Regions from separate parts of the Macaca mulatta genome. Here region 2 is linked to region 1. Evidence: chromatin contacts called from public Hi-C data. All regions are on one chromosome and are shown on one strand. The core of a region is the stretch at or near the end of the contact, and the rest is flanking DNA. Distances in the headings are between cores, read along the strand shown.

The links. Hi-C and Micro-C count contacts between places; a contact is called where the count stands out from the background.
Region 2: a contact with region 1 is called in a Hi-C map of fetal cortex germinal zone, with 2.0 times the contacts expected there. The contact joins the promoter of MFSD10 here to the promoter of TNIP2 in region 1. A contact is called at or near these places in 4 of 14 Hi-C or Micro-C datasets (CD4 T cells, blood, fetal cortex germinal zone and 1 more).

What each region holds. Positions count from the first base shown.
Region 1 is chr5:2,903,388-2,908,753 of T2T-MMU8v2.0, reverse strand. It overlaps TNIP2 (TNFAIP3 interacting protein 2), which reads left to right and starts at 2,693. Exons shown (of 7, transcript XM_015137874.3): 1 at 2,693-3,089. The coding sequence starts at 2,814.
Region 2 is chr5:3,105,724-3,111,131 of T2T-MMU8v2.0, reverse strand. It overlaps MFSD10 (major facilitator superfamily domain containing 10), which reads left to right and starts at 2,687. Exons shown (of 12, transcript XM_078003067.1): 1 at 2,687-2,770; 2 at 3,480-3,675; 3 at 3,764-3,860; 4 at 4,203-4,306; 5 at 4,654-4,812; 6 at 4,893-5,054. The coding sequence starts at 3,505.

The DNA of each region.
Region 1 (5,366 bases), core at 1,444-3,943:
TGGGATTATAGGCATGAACCACTGCACCTGGCCCCAAAATGTTTTTCTTAAAGGTGGTGCAAAATCTGACTTGAACAGCTACAAGGCTTTTTCTGATCTTCATCTCACAGTCTGAATGGTCACCCTGTCTTTGCAGAAATTGTAATCTCTCTGGTTTTGTGGTGCTGTACTGTGCCCCAGTGGGAGCACTAAGTCAGATTTTAGCTGTTCATTTTCCATGGCTGCAGAACAAACTGTCCCAGATGGCAGTAGCTTCAAACAACAATAAGCACATATTATCTCATCCAGTTTCTGTGGTCAGGAACTCAGGGGCAGTTTCGCTAGGTGGTTCTGGTCCAGGGTCTCCCATGGAGTCACAGTCAGTATGTCGGTGGGGACTACTGTCTTCTGAAGGCTTGACTAGCATCAGGGGATACAGTCCCAAGGTGGCTTCTTCACCGCAGTGGGCAAGTGGGTGCCGGCTGCTGCCATGAAGCCTCAGTTCCTTGCCACATGGACCTCTTCACAGGGCTACTTGACAATAGGGTGGGCGGCTTCCCCCAGAGCTCCGAAAGACGGGCAAGGCAGTAGCCATGATGTCTCGTGGGAGCTAGCTGCAGAAGTCACACTCCATCATTCCTCCAGTACCCTCTTAGTTACGCAGGTCAGGCCTCTCCAGTGGATTGGAGGGGACTACACAGGAGCATGGATATTGGAGCGGGGGGGTCCTCTTTGGAGGCTGGCTACCCCAGTTATATGTACCTATTTGAAATCCAAAGATCCTCATTTCTAAAATACACCTGGCGGCCTGGCGTGGTGGCTTATGCCTAGAATCCCAGCACTTTGGGAGGCTGAGGCGGGCGGATCACTTGAGGCCAGGAGTTCGAGACCAGCCTGACCAAAATGGTGAAACCCTGTCTCTACTAAAAATACAAAAAATTAGCCAGGCGTGGTGGCGGGTGCCTGCAATCCCAGCTAATTGGGAGGCTGAGGTGGGAGAATCGCTTGAACCTGGGAGGCGGAGGTTGCAGTGAGCCGAGATCATGCCACTGCACTCTAGCCTGAGCGGCAGATTAAGACTCCGTCTAAAATAAATAAATAAATAAATAAATACAAGACAAGACAATACACCTGATCCCAAGGCTGTTGGATGAGAGACTGTGGATTGTAAAATGCACCTTTTACAGTTGAGGCAGAGTCTCAAGGTCACTGGAATGACCTGCCCCAGGCCACACATTAGCCTCTAACAGCTCTGGGTCCAGTTTTGCTTTTTCCACCGGTGCCCCAGCCAATCAGTTGGCATTGTTCGTAACCATAGCCACGTGAACTGTGGGCTTGCCGGGCAGCAGCCACTGCACTGGACAAGCGTTTCATGCACACTCCACCCTCTAGTCCCCACAACGTCCAACCAGGTAGGGTGGGCACTCGCTCTGCCCTTCCTTCTGCTGAGAGGAAGCCCAGGCTCTGATGGGTAAGAAGGAGCCTTCCAAAGCAAAGCCAGGTCTGTGTAGCCCAATGTCCAGGCCATAAACACTTGCCTGGCTCTGGCTTTGCTTATAGGCTTGTCTGATTCTACAAGCTTGTGGGTGTTTTCCCAGGCTCAGCCCAGGCTTGGCTGTGGATCACATAAAGGAAGAAAGTCAAGATGCTGCTCAGGGGCGGAGCCTGTGGGCAAGCACGCACACAGGGAAGACCCCTGCCCGATCCCGAGTCGGGAACCTTAGAAAGACCCCATGTGTGCTTGGGCATCATTGTGGGGAAGACTGGGCTGTGGAAAAACACTAGTGTTTGGGAATTTTGGGGAAGGAAAGCGATGGACAAGCGAAAGGGTGGGAAGGGGCTGGTTTCCTGCTGCCTCTGCTCTAAGAACACTATCTAGCAGGAAGGTTGTCCCGCGGGCCCATACTAGCCACCTCACAAAGCAGCGTCTGCGGTGGCTCACGCCTGTAATCCCAGCACTTTGGGAGGCCGAGGCCAGCGGATCATCTGAGGTCAGGAGTTCAAGACCAGCCTGGCCAACATGGTGAAACACCATCTATACAAATAATACAAAAAAATTAGCCGGGCGTGGTGGCGGGCGCCTGTAATCCCAGCTACTTGGGAGGCTGAGGCAGGAGAATCGCTTGAACCCGGGAGGCGGAGGTTGCAGTGAGCCGAGATCGCGCCATTGCACTCCAGCCTGGATGACAGAGCAAAAGTCGTCTCATTAAAAAAAAAAAAAAAAAAAAGGAAAGGAAAAAGAAAGCGGCGAGTGGAGCAGGGGGTTGGAGCTCTCTCTGAACTCAGTGTCCCCAGGTGACGAAACGCATGACACGTGCTTGGTGCGCTGCGAGCTCAGCTCAGCTCCTGGAGTTTCTGTGGCTCCTGTGGCCACAACGCCTGCAGCCTCGCGGGCAGATTCAGACCCACACTCAGCCCCAGCGCTTGGGGCTTGTCTTTACGCCCTTCTTTCCATCAGAGGCTGATGAATTCCCAACCCTGGGCCATGGGCTGAGTTCGACTCTCCCACAACTCCTCAGAGGCGCGTGTTTGGGGCCACTGGAATAAGCCCAGCACGAGCTGGGGTGTGGACAGCCTCCGGGGCCAGGCCGACTCTCCTGGGCTGCTGCGGACGGCAGGGGCGGGGCCGGGCTGTCGGCGGTAGGAGGGGCGGGGCCGGGCGAGAAGGGTCGGGGTGGGCTGCCGTTGGGCGGGGCTGCGCGGCGGAGGGCGGGGCCGGGCTGCGGTGGGTGGGCGGGGCGCACCGGGGAAAGTTCCGGGAAGGGCGGCAGCCGGCGGTTCCTGGGCGCGGAAGTTGCCGGCGGCCGCGCGGCCTCCCGGGCAGGCCTACAGCCATGTCCCGGGACCCGGGGTCGGGCGGCTGGGAGGGGACCCCGCGCGCAGCCGCCGCGCTCTGCACCCTGTACCACGAGGCCGGACAGCGGCTGCGCCGCCTGCAGGACCAGCTGGCCGCCCGCGACGCCCTCATCGCTCGCCTCCGCGCCCGCCTGGCCGCGCTGGAGGGGGACACCGCGCCGTCCCTGGTGGACGCGCTGCTGGAGCAGGTTGCGCGCTTCCGGGAGCAGCTTCGGCGGCAGGAGGGCGCCGCCGCAGAGGCCCAGATGCGCCAGGTACGAGGGCGGGCACCAGAGGGGCTGCGGGCGCCAGAGTGCGTGTGGCGGCCGCCGGGTCTTGGGTGGGTGAGCGGGCCCCGGGTCCTGACGGGTTGAGGGAGCACCAGGTGCTGGGTGTGAGGGGCCTGGGAAGTGAGGGGGTGCCGGGTCCTGGGTGGGTCAGCGGGCCCCGGGTCTTGAGGGGTTGAGGGAGTACCGGGTCCTGGGGTTGAGCGCGCCCGGGGTACTGAAGGGTTGAGGGGCCACCAGGTCCTGGGGGATTGAGGGGGTGCTAGGTCCTGGAGTTGAGGGGGCACCAGGTCCTGGGGGATTGAGGGGGTACCGGGTCCTGGGGTTGAGGGGGTACCAGGTCCTGGGGGGTGAGGGGGCCCTGGAGGGTGAGGCAGCCACGGTGGGTGAGGGGGCCACAGGTCTTGGTGGGGTGAGGGGGCTCTGGGTTTTGAGGGGGTTGAGGAAGTGCTGGGTCCTAGGGAGTGAGGGGTGCTGGGTCCTGGGGCGGAGAGGGGGCACTGGGTCCTGGGGGTGATAGGGCAACAGGTCTTGGAGGGTGAGGGGACCCTGGGTCCTAGGGGAGAGACGGGGACCAGGTCCTGAGAGGGGTAATGGGACACCACGGGCTGAGGTGTGCTGGGTCCTGGAGGGTGAAGGGGTGCCGGGTCCTGGGGGGTTTGAGGGGGGACCAGGTCCTGGTGGAGGTGAGGGGGCTCTGGGGCCTGGAGGGGGTGAGGGTGCCAGGTTCTGAAGGGGATAAAGGAATGCTGGAAACTGGGAGGTTGGGAGGGCACTGGGTCCTGGGGGATTGGTGAGGAGGAGGCGGCACTGGGTTCTGAGGAGGGGGGTTGGTGCAGTTCTTGGGTTCTGTGTGTGCTGTGTAGGTTCAGGTTGGTTCTTAGGGGTGTTTTGAAGTTCGTGTGTGGGAACACATTCTGAGGGTTGTGTGTGTGTAGTGTGTATGCTGTGTGTGTGTGTGTGTGTAGTGTGTATGTTCCGGTTGGTTCTTAGGGGTGTTTTGAGGTGTGTGTGGAGGAGACACATTCTGAGGGGTGTGTATGGTGTGTATGGTGTGTGTGTGTGTGTGTATGGTGTGTGTGTATGGTGTGTATTATGGTGTGTATGGTGTGTGTGTGTATGGTGTGTGTGTATTATGGTGTGTATGGTGTGTGTGTGTATGGGGGGTGTGTGTGTATGGTGTGTATGGTGTGTGTGTATGGTGTGTGTGTATTGTGTGTATGGTGTGTATGTGTATGGTGTGTGTGTATTATGGTGTGTATGGTGTGTGTGTGTATGGGGTGTGTGTGTGTATGGTGTGTATGGTGTATATGGTGTGTGTGTGTATGGTGTGTGTGTATTGTGTGTATGGTGTGTGTATGGGGTGTGTGTGTATGGTGTGTATGGTGTGTGTTGGTATGGGGTGTGTGTGTATGGTGTGTATGGTGTATGGTTTGTATGGTGTGTGTGTGTATGGGTGTGTGTATGGTGTGTATTGTGTGTGTATGGTTGTGTGTATGGTGTGTGTGTGTATGGTGTGTGTGTGTATGGTGTGTATTATGGTGTGTATGGTGTGTGTGTATGGTGTGTGTGTATTGTGTGTATGGTGTGTATGTGTATGGTGTGTGTGTATTATGGTGTGTATGGTGTGTGTGTGTATGGGGTGTGTGTGTGTATGGTGTGTATGGTGTATATGGTGTGTGTGTGTGTATGGTGTGTGTGTATTGTGTGTATGGTGTGTGTATGGGGTGTGTGTGTATGGTGTGTATGGTGTGTGTTGGTATGGGGTGTGTGTGTATGGTGTGTATGGTGTATGGTTTGTATGGTGTGTGTGTGTATGGGTGTGTGTATGGTGTGTATTGTGTGTGTATGGTTGTGTGTATGGTGTGTGTGTGTATGGTGTGTGTGTATGGTGTGTGTGTATGGTGTGTGTATGGTGTGTGTGGTGTGTGTGTGTATGGTGTGTGTGTGTATGGTGTGTGTGTATGGTGTGTGTATGGTGTGTATGGTGTGTGTGTATGGTGTGTATGGTGTGTATGGTGTGTGTGTATGGTGTATATGGTGTGTGTGTGTATGGTGTGTGTGTATTGTGTGTATGGTGTGTGTATGGGGTGTGTGTGTATGGTGTGTATGGTGTGTGTTTGTATGGGGTGTGTGTGTGTATGGTGTGTATGGTGTATGGTGTGTATGGTGTGTGTGTATGGGTGTGTATGGTGTGTATTGTGTGTGTATGGTTGTGTGTATGGTGTGTGTGTGTATGGTGTGTGTGTGGTATGTGTGTGTGGT
Region 2 (5,408 bases), core at 1,438-3,937, 200 kb before region 1:
ACGGCGCATGGTTTGTTGGACCTGCGACCTTGCGGAGGGAGGTGCTGAAGTAGGAGTTTCCCTGTACCAATATGGTATGCTGTCTTACAGGCAGAGGCATTCCCCAGTGGACTATGGAGCCACTGCCGGGCCACAAGCCAGGGAGGCATGGAGCTTGTGTCCTTAGCCGGCATCCCAGGAAAGCAGCCCAGGGTCAAGTTCACACCACATGAGATCACACTGACCAGCCCTGCCTAGGCTGCCCTAGTATGTGCATGAAGCATCGCTGCGGTCACACGTCTAGCCACAGTGACCATGGTGAGATTTAACCAGACCAGGACTGGGGAAGTGAGGAAGGTGACAAGGACCCAGTTCCGGCTTCTAATGAGGTGTGGGATCTTTAGGCAAGGAAGAAGGTGCTGCGGAGAATGAGTCTGGCTTTGTTCTTGTTGGGAGGTGTTGAGACCACGGCTGGAGCACAGCATGAGCCATCCTCAGTGTGAGAGGCAGTTACTGCTGTGGTTGGGCTGCCTGGTAGGCCTGGAGCTAATGAGCCAGTCTCCCCCTGCAAAGTGGAAGACAGACAGCGCTGGTGGCAGCGGGACTGAAGCCAGCAGCTTGAACATGAGGCTCACGTCCTGACAGGGGCATGTATTAGCCTCCCCAGATGGCTCTGAGACATGTCTGGCAGGTGCAAGGATCCACAAATCCAGAAGGGTCTGGGCTTGTCACATCCACCAACTAGGCTGGCTGTCTTGTCACCGTGTAGGCCCAGGATGCTGTTACCAACGGCTGCAGGATTTCACCCACTGACAAATTTTCTCTGCCACACGGCTACTGCCACTTTAATTCACCAAGCCAAGCCCTTGCACTGAGGACCCTGGCCCAACTGTCCAAGCAAAGAGGAAAAGAAAACAGGACAGAAAAAAATGCGGGACCACACCAGGCACCTGGCTCTCCGTTGAGGCCTTGCTATCCAACCCAGGACAGAAGGTGCCGGCAACAAGCTCATACACCCTAGCTGTGTCGTCATCGAAGAGGGCGCGTGATCCAGCTGGAAGGGTGGATAAAGATGTTAACTGTCCAATGGGTTCGCCTTCCCTGTTACCTACACAGCCAATTTATCAAGAAAGGGCATTTGCAATAGAGAAGTAATTCACACAGAGCTAGCTGTGCAGGAGACCGGAGTTTTATTACTCAGTCTCCCTGAGCATTTGGGGATTGGAGTTTTTAAAAATAAGTTGGTGGGTGGGGACAGCCAGTGAGTCAGGAGTACTGATTGGTCCGGTCAGAGATGAAATCACAGGGAGTCAAAGCTGTTCTCTCGCACTGAGTCAGTTCCTGGGTGCCACAAGATCAGATAAGCCTGGGTGGTGCCAGCTGATCCATCAAGTACTGATCTGAGGCTTTACTATAGTGTTACCGCCAGGAGCAGTTTGGGGAGGGTCAGAATCCTGTAGCCTCCAGCTGCATGACTCCTCAACCATAGTTTCTAATCTTGTGGCTAATCTTTTAGTCCCATAAAAGCAGTCTAGTCCCCAGGAAAGGTTTCTTTTGGGAAAGGGCTATTATTTTTGTTTTAAACTAAGTTCTTCCCAAAGTTCAGCCTACGCCCAGGAATAAACAAGGAGAGCATGGAGGTTAGAAGATGGAGCTGGTTTTCTCTCACTGTTACAAGTTTGCAATGGCAGTTTCATAGGGATGCCTGTCCTCTGAGGAAAAAGCGAATTAACAGGTTGTCTTTTTGACTGCAGGTGGAAAAACGCATCTATTAGGCAGAGGTGGGGCTTTGTTCTTACCCACAATTGGAAGCTCTGTGTGGAGTAAAGGCAGCGTGTGTGCCACCTGATTCCTTTCCCCATGTGTATCTGGTTGGGGTCGGCCACAAGAGATCCGCACGTATTTCAGAAGGTGGGAGGGGAGGTGGGAGCTGGCTGTAGGCCGGGCGTTGGCGCGGTTCCTTGAGTGTGCTGGCCCCGGGGCACGGCACGGGCAGCAGCCAGGCCCAAAGCTTCTGTCTAAAGCTCCTCCTGCCCAGGGGACCGTTTCCTCCAGCGCTGGGTCAGGTGCTTCTGCGCCCGGCAAGAGCGCCAGCTCCTCCCTGACCCAGGAACGGGGTCGCAGGCCCAGGCGGCCAAAAAGGTGCCAACCGGGTCCTGTGGCTTTCAGTTCTCTGCCCACCCAATTCACACCATGTTTCCCCCTCAGCCGCCTGTCCTGGGACTTCAGGCTCTGCAGCAAACGCAGCAAAAGGAGCTGCACAGAGACAGCGGGGTCGGCTCACGCGGCCCGAGTAGAATGGCTGTGCTGCTGCCCCAGGCCCGCGACCACCGCTGTGTGTGTGGCAGGAGTCAGCCCCCCGGCGTGGGGTCCCGAAGCCCGCGGTCCTTCCACGGGGAGGGCCAGGCCCGCACGGCGCAGAGGCTGGGGGACGGGCTGCGCGACGCTCGCCTGAGGCCCCGCACACGTGTACACCTCAGGCCCATGGCTCCGCTCCGCGGGGCAGGCGTCGTCGACCCAGGGAGGCCAGGCCGGGAGTCTCGGCCTCCGGGTTACGTGGGGGCACCGCTCCTCCGCTCCGGTCAGGGTGCTGCTAACCCACGGCCGAGCAGTGAACCGCAGGACAGGCGAGAACCCAGCCACGCCCACCGGCCGGAAGACAGCCTACCGACATGTTCGTCACTTCCGGGGCTTGGCGTGACCGGGCGTGGCCGTCCCGCCCCTGGCGGCGTGCCTGGCGCCGTGTTCCGCGTCCGTGCGACCGTCTGTCCCGAGCGCGCAGCCGCGGCAGGTGCGGGGCGGGACCGGGGGCGCGCGGGGTGGGGGGCGTAGGGGGCGCGCGGCGTGGGGGGGCGTAAGAAGCGCGCGGGGTGGGGGGCGTAGGGGGCACGCAGGGTGGGAGCGGACAGGAGACGGGGCGTGGGGGAGGAGGCGGGACCGGGGGCACGCGGGGTGGCGCGGGTGGGAGGCGCGCGGGGTGTGGGGCTGGACCAGGGGCGCGCGGGGTGGGGGCGGGACCGGGGCGCACGCGGGATGGCAGGGTGGGAGGCGCGCGGGGTTGAGGGCGCTCCCGCGTCCAGTGTGCAGGCCATGGCCCCCGCCAGGGAGGCCGAGTCCGGACCAGGGGCCGGGATCTCGGCGCGCGTGTTGGGGTTGGGGTCCGGGTCCCCCGCGGCTTCAAGTTTCCTCTCTCACTCTGTTACGAGGGCGTGGGAGGCGCGGCCGTGGGGCGGGGTGGGGCCGGGCTCGCGATGTGCTCACCCCGATTCCTGGGGACCGTTGCCTTTGTGGCTATGATTTCTTGTGCAACCCCCGAAGCCTGCGTTTCCTGATGCCTGGGTCGGAGCGGGGGCATCGCGCAGGCCAGAATGGCCCCTGCGTCTGTAGGCCGGAGGCTCTGCTATCAGCCCCTTTAGGGTGCTCGCCAGCTGTCGGGTGTGGGGGCATGGCAGGCCCTGGAGGACCCAGTTTCCCCGCTCACCCGACCCGCCACACCCCAGCCAGGCCAGGTCAGAGCAGCCCACCATGGGACGGGGAGGGGGTGGAGGCTGCACCCCGCGCCCACCCATCCACCAGCAGCCACCAGAGCGCCGCGTGGTCACCGTTGTCTTCCTTGGCCTCCTGCTGGACCTCCTGGCCTTCACGCTGCTGCTGCCCCTGCTTCCCGGGCTGTTGGAGAGCCACGACCGTGCCCACGTGAGTCCTTGCCCTGCGGCCACAGTGCCCCCCGCCCCCCAGGCCCATTGGACCTCCCCAGCCCTTATCGTGCCTCCTCATCCCCTAGGACCCCCTTTATGGCTCCTGGCAGGGTGGGGTGAACTGGTTTGCCACCGCCATCGGGATGCCAGTGGAGAAGAGATACAACAGTGTCCTGTTCGGAGGTATGGCTGGCTCTGTGCCTCTGGCGGGCTCTCTACGGTCCTATCTTTGGTGGACATGGTCCAGCCCAGGCCCCTCCCCAATTATTAGTCCTTCCCTTCCCACTCTCTGGGCTGGCATCTATCTGGTGCCCTTGCCCACACGTCCTGGCTCCTGGGCATGATCCCTTGCCTCTGCGTGTCAGGTTCCTCCCCTTTCTCATCTCTCCACTGTGGCCTCCTCGGCTCAAGGGCCATGGCCTGTGAGTGTAGGGCCCAGCATGACTGGACCCTCAGGGCGGGGCTGGACATTGGCCTTGAGGGCCCTGAGACCACATCCCCATGATGGTGACATCTGTCTCTCAGGTCTCATTGGCTCAGCCTTCTCTGTCCTGCAGTTTCTGTGTGCACCACTCACTGGGGCCACCTCTGACTGCTTGGGGAGGCGCCCGGTGATGCTGCTGTGCCTGGTATGTCCCTGGGACTGGGTGCCCATGGGGAAGCCTCCTCCCACCCAGCCAGTAGCCCCATGGGGTTAGGTGGGGAGAGGGAGGTGGCTGTGGGCCACTCATGGCCACTTGTTGGCCCTCATCACATCCTGGAGGGGGTTCTCTGGGGGACCAGTGGCTCCTGTTGCAAAGCTAGGCTTTCGAGGAGGTGCTCCTGGCCCCTAGGAAGACATTGAGAACACAGTGGCCCTCAGATGCTTCGAAATAGGGCAGGGTTGAGGGGTATTGCCTGGGTTACCAAGTCCTACTCTGAGCCACTCCTGGCCTTAAGTGACCGCCCCTGCCCCTTGGCCCCTGCCCCTGGGCAGATGGGTGTGGCCACCTCATATGCAGTCTGGGCCACCTCTCGGAGCTTTGCGGCCTTCCTGGCCTCCAGGCTGATTGGGGGCATCAGCAAAGGGAACGTCAGCCTCTCCACGGCCATCGTTGCTGACCTGGGCTCGCCTCTGGCCCGCAGCCAAGGCATGGTAAGGCTGGGCCTTTGGGGTCCGGGTGTGGACTTCTGGGCCTGGGTCTCCCTGTGCAGCTCAGGTGGCCTTTTCTCTAGGCGGTCATTGGGGTGGCCTTCTCACTGGGCTTCACCCTGGGCCCTATGCTTGGAGCCTCCCTGCCCCTGGAAATGGCACCCTGGTTTGCCCTGCTCTTCGCAGCCTCCGACCTGCTGTTTATCTTCTGCTTCCTGCCGGAGACGCTGCCCCTGGAGAAACGGGTAGGGCTGCGGTCCGGGACCCACAGGCCCAGGGGCTGGGGGCTTGGTTCCGTAGCACTGTAAAATGCCCCTGTGTGCCAGCCCCAGGTGCCAGGGAGGCTGGGCCGCCCTCTTGGTGTTGGGGCTCTTGAGGCCACAGTCTGCGGGTTGCCAGGCCAGCAGCTGCTCCTGCAGGCTCTCCAATCCCATCCCCACAGGCGCCATCTGTCCCCCCGGGATTCTGTGACGTCCAGTCCCGTCCCCACAGGCGCCGTCTGTCTCCCCGGGGCTCCGTGATCTCCAATCCTGTCCCCACAGGCGCCGTCTGTCTCCCCGGGGCTCCGTGATCTCCAATCCTGTCCCCACAGGCGCCGT